Regions from separate parts of the Podarcis muralis genome. Here region 2 is linked to region 1. Evidence: chromatin contacts called from public Hi-C data. All regions are on one chromosome and are shown on one strand. Each heading gives the region's core, a stretch centred on a gene start, on an enhancer-like site or on the middle of the called end of the contact. The rest is flanking DNA. Distances are from core to core; before and after follow the strand shown.

The links. A called contact is a pair of places that touch in the nucleus more often than the background predicts.
Region 2: a contact with region 1 is called in a Hi-C map of blood, with 2.8 times the contacts expected there. The contact joins the promoter of AP1G1 here to the promoter of NOB1 in region 1. A contact is called at or near these places in 2 of 3 Hi-C or Micro-C datasets (blood and tail).

The regions. Positions count from the first base shown.
Region 1 is chr7:44,718,306-44,724,259 of rPodMur119.hap1.1, reverse strand. NOB1 (NIN1 (RPN12) binding protein 1 homolog) reads right to left here and starts at 4,100. Exons shown (of 9, transcript XM_028739837.2): 1 at 4,041-4,100; 2 at 3,031-3,163; 3 at 2,456-2,589; 4 at 1,570-1,641; 5 at 938-1,087; 6 at 606-812. The coding sequence starts at 4,085.
Region 2 is chr7:44,883,627-44,889,144 of rPodMur119.hap1.1, reverse strand. It overlaps AP1G1 (adaptor related protein complex 1 subunit gamma 1), which reads right to left and starts at 2,420. Exons shown (of 23, transcript XM_077931672.1): 1 at 2,077-2,420. ATXN1L (ataxin 1 like) reads left to right here and starts at 3,392. Exons shown (of 2, transcript XM_028739800.2): 1 at 3,392-4,054; 2 at 4,501-5,518. The coding sequence starts at 4,583.

The DNA.
Region 1 (5,954 bases), core at 2,851-5,350:
AAAGGGCTGGAGCTAAAATAAGGCAATGCTTGCTCTCCTTTTTAAAAAACATGAAATGCTTGCTCTTTTTTTGCTGCTGGGCTGACCAAGCTTCTCCAGTTGAAAGAGAGTCCCCAGTTTCCTCTCCTTCAGGTCTGCCAGGTTGCCCAACTCGGAGCACAAAGGGCTGCTTCCACTCTCCCCTTCCTGTTTTTGTCCCACTGCCTGTTTGCCTTCAATCCACCTCCTGGAGCTTCTCCCCTCTCTCTCTCTCTCTCTCTCTCTCTCTCTCTCTCTCTCTCTCTCTCATATCCCTCTGCTCTTCACCTGGCCACTTCCATTCCCTCTTCTCAGCTTCCTGCTGCCACCCAAGTCACCCCTTGCTGCTCATGAGCCACCCTTTCTGTCCCTCCTATTCTCATCATGTTCTTCCAACATAGACCATAAAACCTCTGCTGGGCCTCCAGGAAGCCTGGACCAGGCAGCTGTAGCAGGCACAAGAATGTAGCAGGAGGCTTACAGGACTAGACTGGGTGCATGGAAGCAAGGACAAAAGGGTAAGCATACATCCTTCTCCCTCCCCTCAAGCCCTGGGGACCATCTGGTCTCACATAGTCCACACTTGCCTGCATGGCAAAGTCGGTGGTGACACAGCCAACCTGCACACCAGCTGGCTCATCAGCCTGGCCCATGCCCTGTTGGATCTGCTTGATGTTGCTGGGCGTGATCCAGCCTTCTTCATCATCACTGTCCTCTCCACTCTGCTCCTCCTCCTCACCACTACTCTTGTTGCCTTTGGGGTCCTCCGGCACAATAACAACAGCATCCGCTTTCTGTGAGAAAGAGACCAATTGGGAGAGGATCCGCTGAGCACGGAACCTTCCCAGGCTGCGGAGATGAAAGTGGTGCCCGTGTCCCAGTGGGGCAGGAAGAAAGGAAAGAATGCTAGACTTCTTACCAGCAAGTCCTGTAGGTCCTCCTCAATGCTGGGCAGAGGGTTCCTCCAGAACAGGAAGGAACCAAACTCAGAGGTTTCAGGGCCTGTGGAGTCTGCAGAGTTTCTGCTTCCCACCACGAAAGGACTCTTCTCACCTCCTGGGCACTTTGTCTAGAAGAAAAGTTGGGCAGAAGAAAAGCTGACATGTATGAATTGCCAGAAGAAACAGTCATATAGAAGCTCCAAATTGCTTACACTGACTGGCAGCAATGACTCTCTGGGGTGTTTACCTGGAGATGCTGACTGGGACTGAACCTGGGACCTTTTGCAGGCAAAGCAGGTGCTCCACCACTGAGCGATTTGGCCATCCTCCATGGCCCTCTTAGAAAAGCCGTGTGTGCCTACCTCTTCCTTTAGGTTTCTGGTAGATGCCGAATGGTCACTGGATCCTCACACAAGCCAAGGAGGAGATGCTGCCTATCAAGGACTCCCAGCGCAAGGGCTCAACTGGCACACCTGGTCATTCCCAGATTACACCCCATGCAACCAGGAGGAGGGGAGGGGCAGTGAGTCACCAAGGTGTGCTACCCTCTGCTCATACTCCTTCCATGAATAGTGGGGCAGAGTTTCAGACTGCTCACAGAGGCAATTACCTTGGAAGGTAGATGGAAGCCAGCAACATGAACAGGTGTCTCAGGGTGCTGCTTTGTTGAGCTGAGTTTTACCTGCAAAGATCCAGGGTGGGGAGAGAAAAGAAAGTGGGATGTGGGTCAGGTAGGGCATATTGTTGATTTTTGCAGCAGCAGCTGCCTCACAAAACCTACCATCCCAGAGTCTGATCACCTTTTGAGCAGCAATGGCAAGAAGAATGGCATTCAAGACACAGCAGAGCATAGGACAGGATTCAGGCAGTGCATAATCAGCCTGTCTGGCGTTTGCAGCAGCAGGAAACAAAGACAAAACATAGGTTGCTAACACATGCAGCTGGTGGCAAGAGTGTCTTGCATTCACGTGGAACTGGATTGCCCCCTCCTACTGGATAGGAAGAATATTGCAACAAGGGGCCTCCTCGATTAGCCACAGAGGGAGTTGACTTCCCTCCTCACTGGCAGAAAGAACCCTTTTCAATTGCCCTGGGAGTGCACAGCTGAAAGGAAGGAGCAAATGCTGACATCAGCCAGGGGAACAAGGGCTGCAGGGTCATTTACAGCATCTCTGTCCAAGCAAGGAAATATTATCTTGGCCTCAACTAGATAGTAATGCCTGTGCCCACCCCACCACTTGGTTCCTGGCATTAGCCATCTGGTCAACACCCCCCCCCCCCACTTCCCTAATTTCCCCTTCTCTTGTTTGTCTTGTTTTTTAAAGTGTGTAAGCCTAAGGGCAGGACCTCTCTCTGTCTGTCTTTTAATTAATGTGAGTTGTTTGGAAGAAAACATTTGCCTAAAAAGCAGGATACAAAACCAGCATCATAGTAAATAAATATTTTGCTGGAAAAGGCCCCTTCAAAAGAGAAATAATAAAAGAAGGAAGATCCACCTTCTGCTCTGGCTCTTTCTTCAAGTGAGCCACACCAACATTTTCTGCTTCCAGCTGGTAGGTCAAGGCCAAGACTTGGATGTCTGTGGCTGAAAGACTGGGGTAGTCACCTGTCTTCTTGGAAAACTCCGTCACTAGAAACAAAGGGAGGATTTCAGTGTTCAAGTCCAGAGGCAAAACTGGAAATCACAACTGGTCATGAGAAAAAGTGCTTCTCTAATTCCAGAGGGCACCAGGAAAACACATCTAAGAGCAAGTAACAATGAAGCAATTGTAGGTGATCAACTTGATTTCTACTCCTGACCGTGTGTGTGTGTGTGTGTGTGTATCACATGTTAGTTGGGGTTATAGTCAACAAAGCCCCACCCAGAGTAGATAAATTGAAATTAATGAAAGTCAGTCATGTCCATTAATCTCGATGGGTCTACCCTGAGTAGGACTAGAATTGAATAGCACCCTTTGCTCTCCAGTCAAGAGCTCAAAGTTACTTACAAAAAGAAAAAGGCAAGTCACGGAAGAGGGGATGGGGTGGGAGAGGGGCAGGAAGCATAGACCACGAAGCAGAGGCTACTCACCAAGCCTTACATATTCAGGAAAAGGCTGCTTGAAGTGGAGCTCATAGGGCAGCACTGCCAACCGCCTGCGGGTCTCCTTGTCTCGGATCTCAGTCACCACCTCTCGGATTGTGTAGATGTTCTTGCCAATGTCCTACCAGTGGGGAAGACACAGCTGAGAGCTGTTGCAAGTGGGTCAGGAACCTGAGGGCTGGGCCGGGCAACTAGGTTAGGGAAGAGAGAGGCAGACCTATAGCCACACCTCTCCTGACCTACTACTCACACTAGTTCTGGGATGCCCACATACCAAGAAGCATAACAGGGCCACCTGCAACAAGGGAGGGGACACCAGGAGTCCCATGCAACATTCTGAGGAGCCACCTTGGCTTGGTAGACGGGTGTGTGTGTGTCCCCAACCGCCTGAAGCTGTCAAGGGATAGGGAACAATCTCCAGGCCCACAACCCCAACCTGCCATGCGCCCTAAGGAGAGTCTCTGTCTAGGCAGCTTTCTCTCTCTACTCGGGATGGCCTAATAAAAGTCTCCAGGTCCAACAAAAATCTACCGCAAAGTAAAGCATACACGTGGGCCTGTGGGCCTTTCTCGCGGGGTTCCCCAGTGGGCCACTGGCCAAGCTAGGCAGCCGTTCTCCGCCTTTTCCCACTGTACCTGAAGCGGGGCTCCACGCAGGAAAGCTCCAGCATCAGCCACGACGTGCTCCACGGGAGCCATTTTGCCCCACTTTAGACTGTGACTCCCAGGGCACTCTGGGAAGTGTAGTCTTTCCCCCCCGCTCTCCATTGTGGAGCATGCTGGGAACTGTGGGCCTCACACAGGATGGTTCGCGGAAGAAAGGCATGCTGGGAGCTGTAGTTCCCCTCTAAAACCGTCCTTTCTTCCTAGACTTAAAAAAGAATAGACAGAGCATTGCATTGTTTGAAGGCGGGGCTTTTAATCTAATACTTTTGATGCCGCCCACCCGCCTCCAAAGAATCCCGGGGAAATAAACTTCCACTTCCAGTCCGACAAGACCTCATAACTTGGAAAGGGAACACGCGATTTCCACTCCTGCCTCATCCCGACAACCGGAAGTCGGAGCCCCTGCAGCCACCGCTTCCTCCGCCATTCCGCTCTAGCCGTCCCGGCTCCGTAGCCTCCCTTTCCACTTCCGAAGTATATGTCACGTGACGTGTCACTTGTCACATGACCCATGACTACAGGAGGTGGAAGTGGGAAGAAGCTGGGAACCGTCGCCGGTAAGTCTGGAGATTTGAGGGTGGGAGGCGGGGGTTCTGGCCGCTGCTGTGATTGACACATACGGATACCCACACCCGCTTGCTTGCTTGCCTGGCTTCCTTCTCTCCAACATTTTGAAAATCAGCGGGCAGCTTTAAAAAACAAAACACTCCTGAGTTTCTCTTTTTAAAAACAAACAAACATTCGTTTGTTTGTTTATTTATTTTTAGGGGTTGTTAGTTCCATCCCGCTTTTCAGGTTATAACAGCAACAACAACCCCCGCCCCGCGAAGCTACAGGAAAGGCGAAGGTGGCAAATGAAGGGATGAAGAAGCCAAAACCTTTAGAAACGGAAGGCCTGAGCAAACCCCAAATATTTTTGCTGTATGTGTGTGTATATAATGTCGACAGGCTTGGAAACCGCAGGCACCCTGGGTCTCCAGCCCCACTGCCTGCCTGCCTGCCTGCCTGCCTTGTCCCTTGAAAGCTTTAAAGAGGGCAAGGGCTGTCTCTCTGAGTACCTCAGCAGCTGAGCTCTTCTGTTCAGAAGGTGCCCTTAAGATACGTACTTTCTATGAGGCGGACTGTTCTATGGTGAAGAGGGCCTCAGGCCCTTTAAGGCAGGCTACGTTAGCCTACTGCCTGCCCTTCAGCAGTTTTGGACTACAACTCTCATCATCCTTAGCCAGTACGGTTGTAGTCCAAAACAACTGGAGTATACTAGGTTGGTAAGAGCAGTGTTCAAAACTTCCATTGTTCTAGGCGCATTTTGTGACAGGGAATTTCATTAGTGTGAGCAGTTTCTGAGCTCTAGGCACAGTACTGCACCTAAGATTTCAGATTAAAACTGTGGAGTGGAAGGAAAGGAGGACCTTTTTCTGCCTCCCCACTTCCAACTACTCTCTGAAGACTGGAGAAGAGACCCTCATAAGAATAGGGTGTGTGTGTGAGAGAGCATAATGAACATAATATTTTAGCTGCAGTTTGTTCATTTTCAGCTTTGTATTGTTATTTTAAAAGTGTGCTGTTGTTGCACCCACAACCTAGGTTTAAGATGCCATTTAGCTCCTAGCTTCATATCTCAGTTTCTAACACTGGGTAAGAGTTGCTTTCATATGACTATGGACACCTGGCCTTATTTTTTGGCAGTCACTGTAGAGTTTTCCCCAGAGAGCTGGGCTGCCATTAACCTACTCAGCTGTGGGACAAATTGCTATGTTTTGTGCCAGTGGAAGTGTCCGGACAGTCTATATGGGGTGTGCTATTCAGTTGTGTTGCTCTACAGTGCCTTGCTGTAGGATGAGGCTGCATCAAGGTGCCCTTCCTCCTTTTCTGAGGTACCCACAGAATAGCCTTTGGCTCTACTAGGGGCACCATGACGTTCCTTGGACACATGCAAAGGAGGTTCATCCACTTATTTGCTTTGCTCAGATTATAGGGAAGTTTGTATTGCTTCTTTTATTGCGTTGCTTAATGTTGGGATTCAGCTTTTCTGTTGGAACTGCTGTTTATGTGCTCACTATACACAAGCGCAAGGATTGAGACAGGTTTGCTTCTTGAATTGGCTGATTGCTGCAGCTACTTGTAAAGATATACTGTAGCCTGAGTGATACTGTTTAAACAAAGGGGTGTGTGTGCAAATGAATTGTGTAGATTCTTCCTGGTTGTGGCAAGGACTGCTGTGGGAAACATAGGGACTCTTTAAAGGAG
Region 2 (5,518 bases), core at 1,171-3,670, 170 kb before region 1:
TAAAGTCTTATTTTTCAAATGATGGACTATTTGTGATTGATTATCAGTGAAACACCTGGCTAGTTCAGATGACTACCTTGAACTAGGTTAAGAACTCTGAGAACTTAAAGAAAAGTCACTTGATGCAGGGACAGTCCACATACATATTGGCCTATTCATACATCTTTTTCTTAATGGTGACACTGATCATTCATAACATAGGAATGTTCTTCACAACTGTGACAAGGTCAGTGGGGTGGGGTAAGTGAAGACAAACTACAATAATTAACTAACGTTGCTCCTGCTCAGGCTGCACAGAAAAAGCATTTTGGTTCCTGAAATTCATTCTGATTGTGCAGATAAAATATAACTCATGGTTGCGAGTGGTCAATAGTCAAGTGCAAAATGCACCTGGCTAATTCTGGACACTTGCCCATAGCCAACAGAAATTCAACAAAGGTAAAGACCACTGTATTCAGACAAAAGACAAGCATACTCCATCTGCAATACTATTTAAAAACAAACCTTCCATCTCATGATATATCTTTGAGCTACACCAAACTTAGTCAATGTAACAATTCTGCCCAATTGTCATAATTTCTTTCAAGAGACACAGAGGATTTTCAGCATACACTAGTTAGACATTTTATAAAAGAGAGGCCCTCTGTCAGACAGGTTCTGTTAATCATTAGTTATAAGGTAGCACCATCATTCCGCATGATGCTTTGCAGAGAATCACATCAATATGAGCTTACAGTTTCTAAATTTTAAATGACAGATGAAGGAGAAATGTGAGCAAATACTCCATGTTGCAACAATGAAGGTGAAACCAAAGGCATTAAACAACAGGCTTCAAAGTGAAAATGTGTTTTGAGGAAGTGTTTGAAGAGAAGAGAAAGAGATTGTCACAAAGGGTTTCTCGCAAGGAGTTCCAGTCTAGGGGACAGAAAACTGGGCAATCAAGCTGAAGCAACTAAGGATATGGGCAGGAATGTCCATATTAAAATAAAGTTAAGTTTCAGAAGGTCTGCAGATGTTGAGTAACCCTCTTCCAACTGTTACTCATCTACAAGAGTACTGCTAGATAACTCCTTCACAATCATTAACCTCAGTAGGAAAGCAGCTTAGAACCTTAGAAATTCTTACAATCAAATGGAATAAAACTTTCGTTAAATAAAAATAAACAAATATTTCCCTCTCGACAGGAGGGCAAGAAAAGGAACTGCAATGGCTTCTTCAGGTCAAGTTGACAGGTGAGCCAGCTGGCTGGACTGCCCTCTCACTTCCCCGCACCCACCCGTGGTCTTGGCCTTTCAAACTTTCCCCAGCGCTCACTGAACAGGCATTCCTTGCAAAGCGTCGGAATCCACATCCAACAGCCTTGAGCCTTTTCCTAGTGTCGACCCTGCCGTAATCGGGAGTGACTCTCAGTCTCTCTCCCCGACGAGGTGTTCCTAAGCCCCTTGCTCACAAGGCCTGTCAAGGGGCGAGGCGAGTCTCTTTCTTCAGGTCTCGGATAGGAGCCGATCCGATCGTCGGAAGCCCGGGCGAGCTGTACGGGGGTGAACTCCGGCGCGGCGCGCGGAGAAGGCTCTCCTCGTCTACAGAAGAGGCCACAGGCACTTCCGCCGACAGCAGAGACAGAACTGGCCGGGCGAAGAGAAAAACGCCTCGAATAGCGGGAAGGAAGTCATGGGCTAAGGAGCACCGCCTAGGCTGGCCTTTGCTAGGGACGCGGCGGCGCGGAGAAGGGAAGCGGACGGAGGAACAGCCACCTCTTGCCCGGGAGGGCGAAGGGCCGCTCCGGCAGGGACAGCAGCCCCGCCAGGCCTCACGAGCCAGCTGACGAGTCAGACGGCTGCAACCCTCAAGGAACACGGCAGCGCGCTCCCTTCTTGCGCTAGGAACCGGCGCCTCTCCCCTTAGCCAGCCGACCCACCCACCGACCGGAAAGCGGCCGGGCCCTCGGCGGCCAAGGCTCAGTCAGTCCCGGGAGGCGGGGCGGGAGGCGGCGGTGGCGGGGCCTTGCCCCGGGCAGCGGCGGCGGGCCTAGGATCCTACCGCCGAAGTAGAAGCAGCAGCAGCAGCAACACCTACCCTGCCTGGCAGCGCCCCTCCTCTCTCCCCGAGCGGCACTCACCGGGCCGGATCCCTACGGCGAAGGCGGCGGCGGCAGTAGCTAGAGCCTGGCATCCAAAATGGCGGCGGCGCGGCCTCAGCACCGATACCGCAGGCGGAGGAATCTGGAGACCGGGACTCACTGACTGCCCTCCCTCAGAGCACGGCGCGGCGATAGCCTGCTGCATCCATTAACGTTGCTGAGTCCTCCGTCGCCGCCAGCCGGCGGGTTTCGTGGCCAGACAGAATGCTCTGCGCTTGGAACCGCGGTAACTGGCCCCAGAACTCGTTTCCTCCGCGGAAGTATCTGTAGCGGTGTCACACGATTAGCGGTGAGACTGCGCCGTGGCAGGTAGTGATGACGTCAGACGCCTGCCTAGTCACCGCTGCGGCTGTGCTCACGACATGCGTCCGGCCGGGTCGTACAGCGAACTTTAAAGTTCCGTTCTGGATACGGAACTTGCCGACAGCCCGAGAGGCGAAGCGCCTGCCGTCCTTCGAGAAAAAAACCAGCTGGCAGGGCGACTGAAGCGTCTTCGCCAATTGCGAAGTGCCGGGGGCTAGCCTGACAGTAGCGGGGCCAAGTCCGTACAGAGCACGTGCTTTCCTAGCAAGCTCAATCTTAAGCAAATTTACTCGGAAATATATCCCAGTGCTTTGGACATACACAGGACTGCAGGCTTTGCACGGAGCTCCAGTGTCCCGTTTCTGAGGCCGCAGAGAGACGAAGAAGCTTGCTGGCAAGCGCCTTGTTTGAACGTGGAGAGCCTACCGGCTCAACCACCTACGATTTGCGTGAAACAGTTTTCGCTAATGTGGCCGATACATCCATTTCAGCTCTGGTCTCTCTTAGGGCTCTACAGTTCCGCGGCTAGTATTAAGGTTTGGGGGCTAGAAAGCTTCGCCACGGGATATATATTGGTCACTTCAATCGTTATCTCTGATAGTCAACGGCGGCGGCTTCTTGCACTGCTTCCGCCTCCCATTAGGGCATCTGGCTAATCGTTGGGAAACAGATGGGGAAACTGTAGGAAGCTGTCTTAAATTGAGTCAGTCTCTTGGTCCACCTAGCTCAGTATTGCTTACACTGGCGGTCAACAGCTTTTCACGGTTTTAGGCAGGATTCCTCACTCTGGCCTACCTGAAAGTACCTGCCAGGAGTTTAAGTCTGGTCCTGTCTGCACGCAAAAGCACATGCAGCCCTTCCCTCCTCCACTTTCCTTAGTTTGATCTAACGGACAAGCAGGGCTCTTCCTAGGATCTCGCTAGACAGCAGCTTTTTTTTTAGTTGCAAATCGATGGGCGACAGGAGCCCCACGGAGAGCATTCCTCTCGTTCTCACACACACAAAGGAGAAATAATTAATCAACTCAACATCGAGTGACAGCTCTATCCCATCCCATCTACATAGCACCAGCAAGCTGTTCCTGTCCTGGCCAGTATAAGGCCAAGGACACTTTTATGTTTGAAGGTTGGAAAGTCTTCGATAATTGTTGCCCTTGTAAAAGGAACTCGTACCGTGCAGAGTCTGTGACTGAAGCGGCCTGGCTCTTTGCGGTTTTGGACACACTTACTGGCTGCCTACCCACACAGAGACCGGTTCCTTGCCAGGATAGCGTGAGGCTCCTATTAAAGGTCTCTCCTCTCTGCTTCCCCTTCCTTGATTTGCTTAGCGCGAATTTGACTGTGGTCATAATTTACGCATCTTCTCGGTTTAAGGCCTGGAATAGCCAGCCGAGAAGCAGCGCCAGCTTATTCGTTCCTTTCCAATCCCAGTTTGATACCAGCAAGGCCCCTTGGGGGCGCTTCGTTTTTCCTGCCGCAAAGGCACGAGGCTGGCGGCTTCATCATCTTAATAAAGAGGCACACCACACAGTGGAGAGACCGCTTCAAGTGCACAAGCATCGCTTATTATTTCTCAAGCCAGACCTCAGCAGTCCTTACGACAACCCTACAGGTAGGCCAGTTATGGCTCGACGGAGTAGAGCTCGGGGGGATGCCGGGGCGCGACGTCACGTGCAGAGGGGAAGGGCAGGTGCCTTTGTCGCTATAGCGATGCCGCCGCCGCCGCCGCTTCCTCGGCTGTCGTTATGGCAACCGCAGGCGGCGATCACGTCATCGCTGTGCGCGCGCCGTCCTAACGTCATGAGCCTCGGCAGTTCCGGCGCGCCGTGCAAGGCGGCGGCAGCGGCGGCGGCGGAGAAGAAAGAGGGCGGGGTCAGGCCCGGGGTGGCTGCGGAGTCGGCGGGCAGAGGAATGGCACTAAGCCGTGGAGGTGGCGGCGGTGGCGGCGGGTGAGCGACAGGAGTGTCCGGGGCTCCCTTCCCCCCGCCGGGCGGAAGCCGCCCGCCTGCCCCCCCTCCCACCCGGCTGACCCCTGTGCTCTTCTCTGTGTCTTTGCAGGTGATCCCGCCCGGAGACCCCCCTGAGGAGGAGGAGGAGGCGACAGCAGCAGCCCACCTTGCAGCTTCCCGAAGCGAGCGCCATGAGAGCGGCCCAGGAGCGGGGCCAGGAATTCCTCCCCCCCAAGAAGCGCGACCTGCCGGTGGCTGCCAACAACGAAGAGCCGGGGCGGGCGGCTGAGTCGGGTCTGGTGGGCGGTGGCGGCGGCGAGACCTCTGTGGAATGGTCCCGGGGCTCAGCAACAGGCAGGCCGAGCCAGGCACCTTCACGTTACACCGAGGCTGGTGGCAGCTCCGACACAGTGACCAGTCTTACCGTGGACCAGTACGGCTTATTGTACAAAGTGGCGATGCCCCCGGCCACCTTCTCACCCGTGGTGAATGTCGGCCCGCTGCCTCCAGCCTTCAGTATGACCTCACAGCTGATCCCGCACCCTGGTATCCCATACTCGCCTATCCATTACACTCAACTTCCTCCTGCTCCCTTGCAGTTTGTGGGATCACACTACTCTGTACCCTATGCCGCCACTGTGCCTCCTGGTTTCCTGCCCAGCCACCTTCTGTCCTCTTCAGCCAGCCTTGCTGCCTCTCATATCCCACACTTTGTGCCCTATGCACCTCTCCTGGCTGAAGACTCTGCTCCTTCTCCACAGGCAGCCCACAGCTTTGGCAAGACCAGTGCCTCAGTTTTGCCTTCAGGCCCTCTGCAGCCCCATGTTGGAGGTCAGCCACTGGATGTTACACAGGGCCGAATTCCAGTCTATTATCAGATGTCCCGTCTGCCAGCAGGCTATTCATCATTCGAAGCTTCTGTTGCTGGCCCAAACACTGAGCAGTCTCTGCAGGAGAATCAGCTAGATCCTAAAGTCACAGCAAACGGGGTGCAAAGGTCTGCCGTGGGGGCGAAGGAAAGTGAGGCTGAAGGGCAGTGGCCAAGGACAACGGTAGAGTGCAGCACTGAAGGTACCTTCCTGACAAGCAGTCAGATTTTGAGAACAGAGATCTCTGTGCCATCTCAG